3 separate regions of the Mus musculus genome follow, and all the other regions are linked to region 2. A link is a contact called in public HiChIP or PLAC-seq and promoter capture Hi-C data. All regions are on one chromosome and are shown on one strand. The core of a region is the stretch at or near the end of the contact, and the rest is flanking DNA. Distances in the headings are between cores, read along the strand shown.

What was found. Promoter capture Hi-C pulls out the DNA fragments that hold promoters and counts their contacts. HiChIP or PLAC-seq counts read pairs in DNA pulled down with a chosen protein or histone mark.
Region 1: a contact with region 2 is called in an H3K4me3 HiChIP or PLAC-seq map of embryonic stem cells, with 10 times the contacts expected there. The contact joins the promoter of Chchd10 here to the promoter of Susd2 in region 2. A contact is called at or near these places in 12 of 39 promoter capture datasets (the 3T3-L1 cell line, the C10 cell line, the HPC-7 cell line and 7 more), 12 of 484 Hi-C or Micro-C datasets (B cells, CD4 T cells, ECoMG myeloid progenitors and 8 more), 22 of 115 datasets of contacts at active chromatin or transcription factors (the 230-238 cell line, acute myeloid leukemia, bone marrow-derived macrophages and 8 more) and 5 of 9 other capture datasets (adipose tissue, embryonic stem cells, liver and 2 more).
Region 3: a promoter capture Hi-C map of liver shows a contact between it and region 2, with 2.4 times the contacts expected there. The contact joins the enhancer-like site here to the promoter of Susd2 in region 2. A contact is called at or near these places in 3 of 39 promoter capture datasets (liver, neutrophils and pre-B cells), 3 of 484 Hi-C or Micro-C datasets (B cells, the N1E-115 cell line and pro-B cells) and 1 of 9 other capture datasets (liver).

What each region holds. Positions count from the first base shown.
Region 1 is chr10:75,931,311-75,934,788 of GRCm38.p6, forward strand. Chchd10 (coiled-coil-helix-coiled-coil-helix domain containing 10) reads left to right here and starts at 1,820. Exons shown (of 5, transcript NM_175329.4): 1 at 1,820-2,188. It overlaps Mmp11 (matrix metallopeptidase 11), which reads right to left and starts at 1,192. Exons shown (of 8, transcript NM_008606.3): 1 at 1,024-1,192. The coding sequence starts at 1,143.
Region 2 is chr10:75,641,916-75,645,406 of GRCm38.p6, forward strand. Susd2 (sushi domain containing 2) reads right to left here and starts at 2,093. Exons shown (of 15, transcript NM_027890.5): 1 at 1,959-2,093; 2 at 548-755; 3 at 210-361. The coding sequence starts at 2,028.
Region 3 is chr10:75,174,868-75,178,079 of GRCm38.p6, forward strand. Bcr (BCR activator of RhoGEF and GTPase) reads left to right here. Exons shown (of 23, transcript NM_001081412.2): 17 at 410-469; 18 at 1,476-1,585; 19 at 3,017-3,156. Among named protein-coding and RNA genes, the nearest start is that of Specc1l, 36 kb to the right of the region's middle. Within about 2 kb of position 1,919, at least 6 of the 459 cell types and tissues checked have an H3K27ac peak or open chromatin away from gene starts, as enhancers often do. A contact at or near this core is called in liver, where this site is marked.

The DNA of each region.
Region 1 (3,478 bases), core at 570-3,069, 290 kb after region 2:
ATTAACGACTGCGCTCCGCTCCGAGTTCTAGAACAGGGAACTCCATGTTTTGCTTGAGGAGGTCCTGATCCACAATACCCACTCCCCTTTCCAAACCCTTTCTCTTCCAGTGTGCAGCAAAACTGGCAGATGGATTGGTATGGCTGGACCTGTCCTGGGACACCTGCCTATCATACCTTCCTCCCATCCATCATTCCTTGAGCTGGCCGGCTGCCTTAGCTGGCTACTGAGGGCACGGTACCCCGTGGGCATTGTAGATCTGTAGTGGTTCCAGCTCCAGCCCCAGCACAGCTTAGTCTCTACTCTGACAGGTGCCTCAGAGACCAAGCTGGAAGAAGGATGCAGCCATTGGGACACACAGGCTGGGAAACCCTCAATCTCTCTTCTTCCCCTTTGCCTCTTTGCACCCCCTTTCCTTTCTCTTCTTCTTTATGCTTTTGTTCCCCCGGTGCTCCCTTCTATTCTGACTGCACCTGATGCTCGCACACACTATCTCTCTCAGGTGCATTTTCTGTCGGCTACCAGGACTCCCAGACTTGTCTCCTGCAAGCTGGGGCACCTCTCTCAACTTGGGCCCCATTTTCTCCTTCCTAGCTCTTCCTTTATTCTCCATCCACGGTACACACCTTGCAGGGGTGCTTACTGGAACCACACACCCGGAGGCTGCCCCTTTTTGCTCCCCCCTCCCCCCAGACTTGCTTTGCTTCATTCCAGTGATGAACAAGGGGCCTTGGCATCCACTCCCTCTGCTACCTCTATCAACACACACTCCAGCATCCCTAGCTGGGGGCTGGAGAAGCCGGTCTCCAAACTGAGTTCAGCGCAGAGACGCGTCTCACCAGCTCCACTTGCACACTGCCAACCACGGGAAGCTCATTATAGTACGCTCAGAGAGACCCAGAAGGCATTTCGGGGACAGACTGCACTAGGGTAGCCAGGGAGCTCGCTTGGTGGGTCAAGCTCAGCCAGTGGGCCCAGCCCGCGTGCCCAGCCCTCCCTCGGGGAGGAGTGGCGGGCACTCACCGGTGGCCTGGCCCGGGCCATCAGCGGCGACGGCAGGAGCAGCAGCAACAGGAGCAGCAGAGGCAGCGGGAGCAGGAGGACGCGCGAAATCGCGCGGAGGAGACAGGCGGCCCGTGCCATCCGCCCCGGGGCTGCTGGGCCTGCTGGGCCAGGCCGGGCCGCCGCCCCTTATAGCATTCGCCCCGCCCCCGCCGGCGCCGGGACCGCACCCCCCACCGCCCCGCCTCCCCCTGCCTTTTGTTCTAAACTCAACCGGCCTGCAGCAGCGGTCTGAGTTAGGGAGGAGTGCCCGGAGGGGCTGGGTCCCTTAGAACTAGTGAGAGCCGGGGAGAGCTCAATTCTGCTCTCCAGCCCCACTTCAGAAGTCTCATCCTTCGCCAGGTCTCTCCATGGTGGCTTGACTTGTTTTAGCCTGTGGCAGGTGGTCAGATCCCCAATCTAAACAGCCCTAGCTAACAGGAAAGTGGTACAATAGCTCTTGCAAGGAGCGGACTATTGAAATGTGACCTCAGGGGAAACTGAGGCATATGGCGGAAGTTGGCCAGTCCCCACACCTTAAAACAAAACAGAGACGGGTCTGGAAAGATGGATCAGTGGTTAGGAGCACTTGTTGCTCCTGCAGAGAAACCTGGCTCCCGTTCCTAGCACCCACAGGGTGGCCATCTAGGAACTGATGCCTTCTTCTGACCTCTACTGACACTTGGCACACGCTGATGCAAATGGCTGATGCAAATGCGCACACTTAACAATTTCAGACCAGAGGCAGTCAGCGAGGATCTTGGAGGGAGGGACCAGATTTTTTCTCTACTAGCAGGCAACTGGGTCAGTTGGCTGGGAGGAAAGGGTCAGGGATGTTTGAGTTGGACACTGGAATCTCAGGTTGTTCCCTGGCCGGGGGGCACACTAGCCAACAGGCTTTTCCTGACCAGTCAGGCTCAGCCATCTGAGACAGGGACAGAATCACATCTGAGAGGGAGGTCTACGTGCTGAAAACAGTTCAACTACTCTAATCTCTGCAGCGAGTGTCCAACTGTGCAGTGTTCCCTCTTGGATGACAATGGCTCTACAAGGCACTGCAGGCCTCTTCCACCAGGCCTTCAGCTCTCTTCTGAATTCTGGTGGGCCAGTGGGGCCCTGAGCTGCTGCAAAGTAGGGGCAGAGAGTGGTAAGTTTTACTTGGCCATCTGCAATCTTTTAAAAAGCCTCACCTTTTAAAGGCTGCCATTCCTTCCCGTCGTCCTTCCTCCCTTCCCACCCACCCCTCTTTTCTTTTTTTTATGACAGAGTCTCTCTCTCTCTCTCTCTCTCTCTCTCTCTCTCTCTCTCTCTCTCTTTTTTTTGACAGAGTCTAGTATGTGTACATGTAGCCCAGGCAGGCCTCCAACTCAAGATTCCTGTCTTTGCCTATTCTGACTGATAGGACTGCAAGCATGTATCATCATAGCTAGAATTTCCAGGTCTGGTTCAGACTCATCTCAGCAGTGTTGGTCAAAGAATCATAAAATGGATGAGGCATTCATAGTCCTACCCTCCACCCCCAAGAGTGGGTTTCTCTGTGTAGCCCTGGCAATCCTGGGACTCTGTAGAGTAGGCTGGCCTTGAACTCAGAGATCTGCCTCTATTAAAGGCATGCACCACCATGCATAGCATTTTAAAAATAAACTCTTCATTGGATGCATGCCTTTAATCCTGACATTTGGGAGACAGAAGCAAGTGGATTTCTGTGGGTTTGAGACCAACCTGCTCTACAGAGTGAGCCAGGCTATATGAAGATCCTGTCTCAACAAAAGAACCCCCAAACCCTAAAACATTTATTTGTGCAACCTAAACAGCCTTCAGTGTTGCCAGGGATGCACGACTATTTTCTGAGGAACTTGCAGCTTATCAGCCAGACCCCCCACCCCCCCCACCCTCCACTTCCCACCCCCTTACCCCCCAACCTGCCCCATTACCCCACATTACCACACTTAGTAGAGGATCTGGAAGGTGGGCTAGCCACGGAGGCCCACAGAAGGGGTTGAAGCTGGAAGAATGTTACCACTTGCCTACTGGATACAAGGTAAGCAGAGGCCAAATAGATAAGCCAGTGGGGTCTGCTCAAGCCTGCCCCCCCCTTTTTTTTTTTAATTTTCTACAACAGCACATTTTTTTAAAAGATTTATTTATTTATTATATGTAAGTACACTGTAGCTGTCTTCAGACACTCAAGAAGAGGGCATCAGATTTCGTTATGGATGGTTGTGAGCCACCATGTGGTTGCTGGGATTTGAACTCGGGACCTTCAGAAGAGCAGTCGGCACTCTTAACCACTGAGCCATCTCGCCAGCCCCCTGCCCCCCCTTTTTTAAAAGATGTATTTATTTATTTCGTGTATGTGGGTACATTGTCGCTGCCTTCAGACACACTAGAAGAGGGCATCAGATCTCATTATAGACAGTTGTGAGCCACCATGTAG
Region 2 (3,491 bases), core at 843-3,342:
GTGGTGGAGTAATGAATGACAGCAACCCTCGCCCAAGGGACTGGTTCAGCCAGAGCGACAGGTAGGCAGACTGGGTCTAGTATCAGCGCACATGGATTAGCATTGGGGAAAGTCCCCTGGCCTGGGGTTGCAGATAGGAACCAGGGCCCAGGGAGGGTGGAGTCTATTAATTTAACAGCCTAGACTGGTTTGAAAGAGTGAGAGCTCACCAGCTAGCCAAGTGCCTGCATGAGGGAAGGAGCGGCCATTGTCCATTGATATGGTGAAGGGAATATAGCCGCTTTCATAGAGCAAGGGTGATATGCAGTGCACTTGATAGAAGTCGTCGACATAGCCAAGGGTTTGGATACTCTCCTTAAACCTGAGGGACAGAGATGGGTGGAGGCAGCCTGAGCCAAAAGCTATGGAAATGGGTTAGGCTAGGTGCGCCAGTGTTCTCCTGCCTGCCCTCGGTCCCAGGGTGCTACCTCCAGCTCCCCCACTCTATGCTTGGGATTGAGCGTGTAGGAGCCCTAATGACCTAGCTGTTTAGGTCCCCACCCCCCACCTGCAAATGACCCCATCAGTAGGGTCAGTCCACTTTAAATGTTGCACCACGAAGTCTTTGCCACCCATCATGGACCCTGAGGAGGGTAAAATCTCTAGGCAGTAGTCCAGAAAATCTTCACAACAGGTGCCAAGGCCCGAGCAGGTTGGGTGACAGGAACAGAGTCCATCCTGTGCCCCGCAGCGCAGGGAACAGCTTCCCTGGGCACCTGGAGAAGAAAGCCCCGTGTCCCAGGGTCAGCTGCCTGACCAACAGGGCCCGTTTCCCCTGGAGCCTGTGAGAAGCGTCCATGAGACAGACCAGGGATTGCTATGGCTACCAAGTGGCATGGTGGAAAGCCACCGGCTCTGTGGGCGGGGCTCCATTTTAGCACAGGTAATGGAGTGGCTTTGTGGGTCCTCACAGCTAAAAAAGGGTCCCCGTGCTTTCTGATAGGGTACATAGTCACCAAGAGTCCTACTGAAGGCCGGGGAGGGAATGGTATCTGGGTTGAGCTTGTCCCATCTCTTTCTGGGGGTGGGACACAGTTGAATCTCAGAGAGCCCCACCCTCTGAGAAGGCAGCCAGGACACTCCCTTTTTAGGGGATAGGAGGGGACATTCCAGTGAGGGTTGCAGCACAGTGTAGTTGGGAATACCCCATAGAAACTGTGGAACATCCTGTCTAGGCCTAGCTGTTCAGCCCACTTCCTCTGTGGGCTGTGGAGACCTGTGGTAGGGCTGTACTTCAGCCCCAGAGCTGAAAAGTGGAGACTGGGGTGAGGTACAAATTCCCAGGCCAGACCACACCTTCCCCAGACCCTTGATGGAGATCCACCAGGAGCCGGGCTGCGGTCTAAGCCATTAGACCACCTCACTAAGCTTATACTCCGGAGCAGCAATAAATATTTATCGGCTAAGGTTTAACGACTGCAAGGGGTGTGGGAAGATGCTTCAAGATGCCATGAGATAAAGTACCAGAAGGGTGGTGGCACTTGTGTGAAGCAGGAGACTGCAGGCTGGTTAACTCCCAGCTCAGCTCAGGGAAAGGCCATGGCTCTAGGCTCATCCTTCCTGCTAGACTTTCTTGGTTGCGCCGAGAAGGACCAGCACAGGGACAGATGAGAGGCAGGGGGTTCCCTGTGTGATTGCACCCTTCACAGAGGCTGGGCTGCAGGCTCTGGTCTTCCGGGATTCCCTCCCAGGCCCTTATGTGAGTGCAGAATGAGCTTGGTTCAGACCTCCCATCTCCACCAGAAGTGTCTAGATCCAGGAGCCCCCCCCACCCCCCCAGTTTCTTCCCAGTACTCCCCAGTGTAGTCACAGATGGACTGCCAGATGGATAGACAGCTGAGCCCAGAGGGGTGTCTGCTTAGGGCCTGGCTGATCAGGCAGATGAACAGGGAGGTCAGAAGGACAAAGTGGGGGCATACCTGCTGTGAACCCGGGGCCTGGTATTGTTGAGAGCAGCATCAAAATCCAAGGCAGGAGGGCCAGCTTCATGGTGTGCCCTGTGTCTGCAACCAGCAGGCAGCACAGTGGCTCAGAGATTTGCAGGGCAGGCTCTTGCCTGGCTGGCCAGGCCCCGCCTCCTGACCCCGCCCAGCGTTCTGCGGCATCACTCCTCCCCTCCCCTGCCCTCCCCGCCCCCTCTCAAAGTCCACAGGTGCCGATAGACAGGCAGAGCCCGAAGTGCCTAGTTAGCACATTCTTGTAGCATCATCACAGCCTTGGGACCCTGTGTGAGAATGAGGGGCTGGAGCGTCCAGATGCTAAGACCTTTGGCACCTGAAGCGGAATGGCGAGACAGCTCAGACCCTGGGGTCACAGTCCAGTCTTGTGTGTGAGGTTTCTGTTGGTTGGGTGGGAGAAGTCCTGGCCCCTTAGGGCAGACCTAGACCTCTGCTTCCCCTAGGGAGGTGTTGCTAACACACACTCAGCCTGACAGGCGGAGGTGGAGAAAGAATTAATCTGTTTGGATTTTAAGCACATAGCATGGACTTGAGACTGGGTCATTTCTGATGAATAGCCAGCCAGCTTTAGAGTCACTACCGAGACGGAGGAGCCCAGGGCTGAGGCCAGCCTAGCTCCAGTGTTGTCAGTTGGGGAGCTAACAGATCCTGTTGAGGGTTAGAAGGAAGGAGCCTGGTGGAGACCAGCTACTGGCTTCTGGGAGACCTTGATACTAGGGTGACTCATGAAGGACCCCAAAGCTGGGACTCTCTCTCACTCAGGGATTGTCACCTGGGCTAGACATCAGGACAGGGGATCTGTAGTGTTTCAATGCAGACACACTGGCTAGCCTCACAGGGGAGGAGGTGCTCAGGTGGCTGGCTTGTGAACCAAAGCCATCTGATCTGTGATTCTCCTCTGGTCCTGGGTCTCAGCCAGCCTATTGTTCTATGGGCCTAGTCCCCTCTCACTTAGAATGACTACCCAGAACTAGTCGGGGCTGGAGGTGACAGTGTCTCCCACGAGTATCTGAGGAGACCCGAGGTATAGGAGTGGGAACCAACTACCCCTAAGGTAACCCTGCCCCTATTATACCTGCAACCCCATAGGTGGATTTGGTTGAGAAGTCACCACCTTCCAGGGGAAAGAAAATCTACTAAGCCACAAGGGGCTCTATATGGGTGCTTTTGTGTGCACACTGAGGTCCTGTGGTGGTAGCAGTCGATGCTAACAACCCAGGCCCAGGATTGCGGTAACTCCCTACCCTGAGAGGCATGGGTAAGCAGAGGGGTATGGCTAAGTGACTGCTGTCCCCAGCGTCTTGGCTGTCCAGATGGCTGGCCTGGTAAGGACCCATCCTGGGTTGCCATGCTTCCAATCCATGGCCTTGGATTATTAGGTCTAGTCAACAGATTCTTCTCCATTGAGGGCTCAGTCTATGGCGGCACACAGGCGTATGGACTCGGACTTGTCTTCATTCTGGTCCAGAGTTTGCAAGGAGAGATAAATGGGGC
Region 3 (3,212 bases), core at 669-3,168, 470 kb before region 2:
GGGCAGTGTTTGCCAAGATCAGAGTTAGAAGGTCACGGGGAGGCGTCATCTGATTTGGGGTGTTGTTCTGTATCCTTCTGGGCGTGGTAGAGGGAGAAAGCATGGTTGGCAACTCTTGACAGCCTTCGCTCTCACAGTCACCACTGAAGTTGGTCATCATCCCTCCATTCAGACTTAGTGGCACCTCTGGCAAAGGAAAGTAGGACTTGGGATCCACCTGGGGTGGGGGTGGGGGGACAGGGCTCCTGGCTGTGAGCTGTGGCACCCTAATAGATCAGTTCCCTTCCCTGGCCGCAGTAGGACTCTGCTTTCCATGTAGAGTATAGCACAGCAGCAGTGTTGGCCATTGCCAGGCACAGCCTCCAAGCCGACCTGAGGCCCTTTTCTAATCATGCGTCTTTGGTTTCAGCTGGACCCCCAAACCCTACAGGACAGAGACTGGCAGCGGACTGTCATCGACATGAATGGAGTAAGTGCCCGCAGGGCTCCCTGTGTGTCTGTTTCTCACTGAACGTTAAAGCAGACCCGGTTCCACCCAGAGCAGTCATGAGACCACCAAGCCTGAGATGGTTGCTGGAGAGGAGTGGGGTGGAGGGAACCCCACGAGAGCAGGAGTGTGGTGGACAGGGCCGAATGGGGAGCCTCCAGAGCAGGAACACTGCATAGGAAGGAGTCCTCTCAGGTCAGTGTCCAGCCCAGACCCTGCACGCTGTCCTGAAAGAAAGACAAGTGGAGCTAGGGACCCCAGCACCGAGAACGTCTCACGGACAACCTAAGATCGGCTATCTCAGAAGGATGTATCCAAAAAGATTGGAACTAGAGCAGTTTTAGAGACTTTTTTTTTTTTTTCTGATTACCGGGATATTTGCATGTACATAAGCAGTCTTGGACAGGGGACCCGAATATAAATATAAAGCTTAACTTACATGCGCAGCTGTGGGGGTGTAATTTTATGCAGGGGGTCATTAGCAGGGGGACCGCTGGGTGTGGAACCTTCCGCATGTAGCATGCTGGAGCTTGGGAAGTTTTCAGTGTTGGGACAGTTTACATTTCCAGATTGGGATGTTTGACCTGTTCCCTTTCTTGTGATGAGGCCTTGGGGGGGGTAGTGTTGTTTGTCTTCTTTTGCTTTGCTCTCATGCTTTGAATTGATTGAGCCCAGTACCTTGTACATATACAGTAACTGTGCGCACTACACACTCCAACCCTGTCTACTTCTTCATTTAATTATTACTTTTAAAAAGAAAGGGAAATATTGGCAATATGGGAGGAGACTCTGGAGAAGCAATTCCTCTATGCCCCTTACCACCCCTGGCTCTGACCAACCCACGGGGGCTTGCTGCACGCCACTCTGGGACCTGTTTGACCTGGAGGTGAAAAGGGTTGTTGGGATAGGGCCTTCAGGGGCCCTGTGATCTCAGCCCACGGGGTCCAGAGCGTGAGAGACCCATGCCTTTCCTTCCCTTCTACTGCAGATTGAAGTGAAACTCTCCGTCAAGTTCACGAGCAGGGAGTTCAGCCTGAAGAGAATGCCCTCCCGCAAACAGACAGGGGTCTTCGGTGTCAAGATTGCTGTAGTCACAAAGTGAGTGGTGAGGGGCGCGGGCTTGTTCGCAGAGGACATTCTGCAGTGTCTGTAGGAAAGGCTGGGCCTGTTCTCTCTGCGTGACCCTGCTAGCTGGATGGGGTCTGGAGTGTGTGTGTGGGGGAGCAGGGAGCGGGGTGACCCCAGGGACAACTGTGAGACTGTGACTCTTTGCTTAGCCACTTCCATTTGTTTACTGCACAGCCGGCTCAGGAATGTCCTCACAGGCCCTGCTTCCCTTCCTCCCTCGCTTGCAGTATATTGTGATCCCACGGTCCTGTGGAACAGTTTGAACCTCTGCCCCTTTGTCATGAGCCTGTTGCCAGGAGATGCCTGTTTGTTGGTTTGAGACAGGCCACTTCCTCCCCGACTTTATCCACTTCCCCAGGATGGGATACTGGCTACATCACTCACGGCCCAGGCGCTGACACAGTCTGGTCCTAGCTCTTTCTAGAAAACCAAGATGTGCACTTTGGGAAGGAAGACACCTCCCCCGCCTCTCCCCTATAACTACGTGTTGGGACTTGGAGAGGATTTGCTGGTGCATATAGCCCAGCTATAAGTAAAACTAAGCTCCTGCTTCTGTCTTCAAAGCATTCTGGGTCCAGAGTTGTACCGGGAGGTCCAGAGGTTGTCATTAGAGAAAGCATTTGAAATGGCAGGGTACCTGTCTGGATAATCTTGAAGAGTCCGTATGTGCAGCATGTCTTGGTTAGGGTTATTGTTGCTGTGATGAAACACAATTACCAGAAAAACTTGGTTGGGAAAGAGTCTATTCGGCTTACACTTCCATATTGCCATTCATCATTGAAAGAAGTCAGAGCCTGGAGAGGCAAGGGCTGACGCAGAGGCCATGAAGGGGTGCTGCTTACTGGCTTGCTCCTCATGGCTTGCTCAGCTTGATCTTATGGAGGCATTTCCTCAATTAAAGGTGGCTCTTTTCAGATGACTCTAGCTTGTGTCAAGCTGACATAAAACTATCCAACACGCAGCAGATGTAAGTGTCTCTGCCCTGTGCAAGATGTAGCTGTCCAAGAGCCTCTGGGCTAATACCTGTTCAACTTCCTGTCTTAGAGGTGAGAGGTTTTTTTTTTCAGGACTCCAGAAAGCTTTTGGTTCATTCACAGCCCAGGATCTGTACTTCCTAGGTCAGTGTCACCTAAAAAAAGCCTCCTAGGTAAGGGATATAGCTCAGGCTATTTACCCGGTATCTGTAAGGGATGCCCTGAGTGCTCTCCCGCACCATGGAAGAAAATAACACAGCCTCCTGACCTTCCTCCACAGGGTCATAGGTATCTTGCAATGTGATTGGATGCTTTTGGTTCTTCGAAAGTTCCTGATAAAATCTATGCCACATACCTGAGAACTCATAACAGGAAGGGAAGCTTGACCAGGCCCTCAAACTCTCCACGCCTTCTTTTCCCCCTGCAGGAGAGAGAGGTCCAAGGTACCTTACATTGTGCGCCAGTGTGTGGAAGAGATCGAGCGCCGGGGTATGGAGGAGGTGGGCATCTACCGAGTGTCTGGAGTGGCCACAGACATCCAGGCACTGAAGGCAGCCTTTGATGTCAGTGAGTATTACCCAGGCAGTGCGGAACAAACAGTGGTGCCCATACCGAGACTCCCA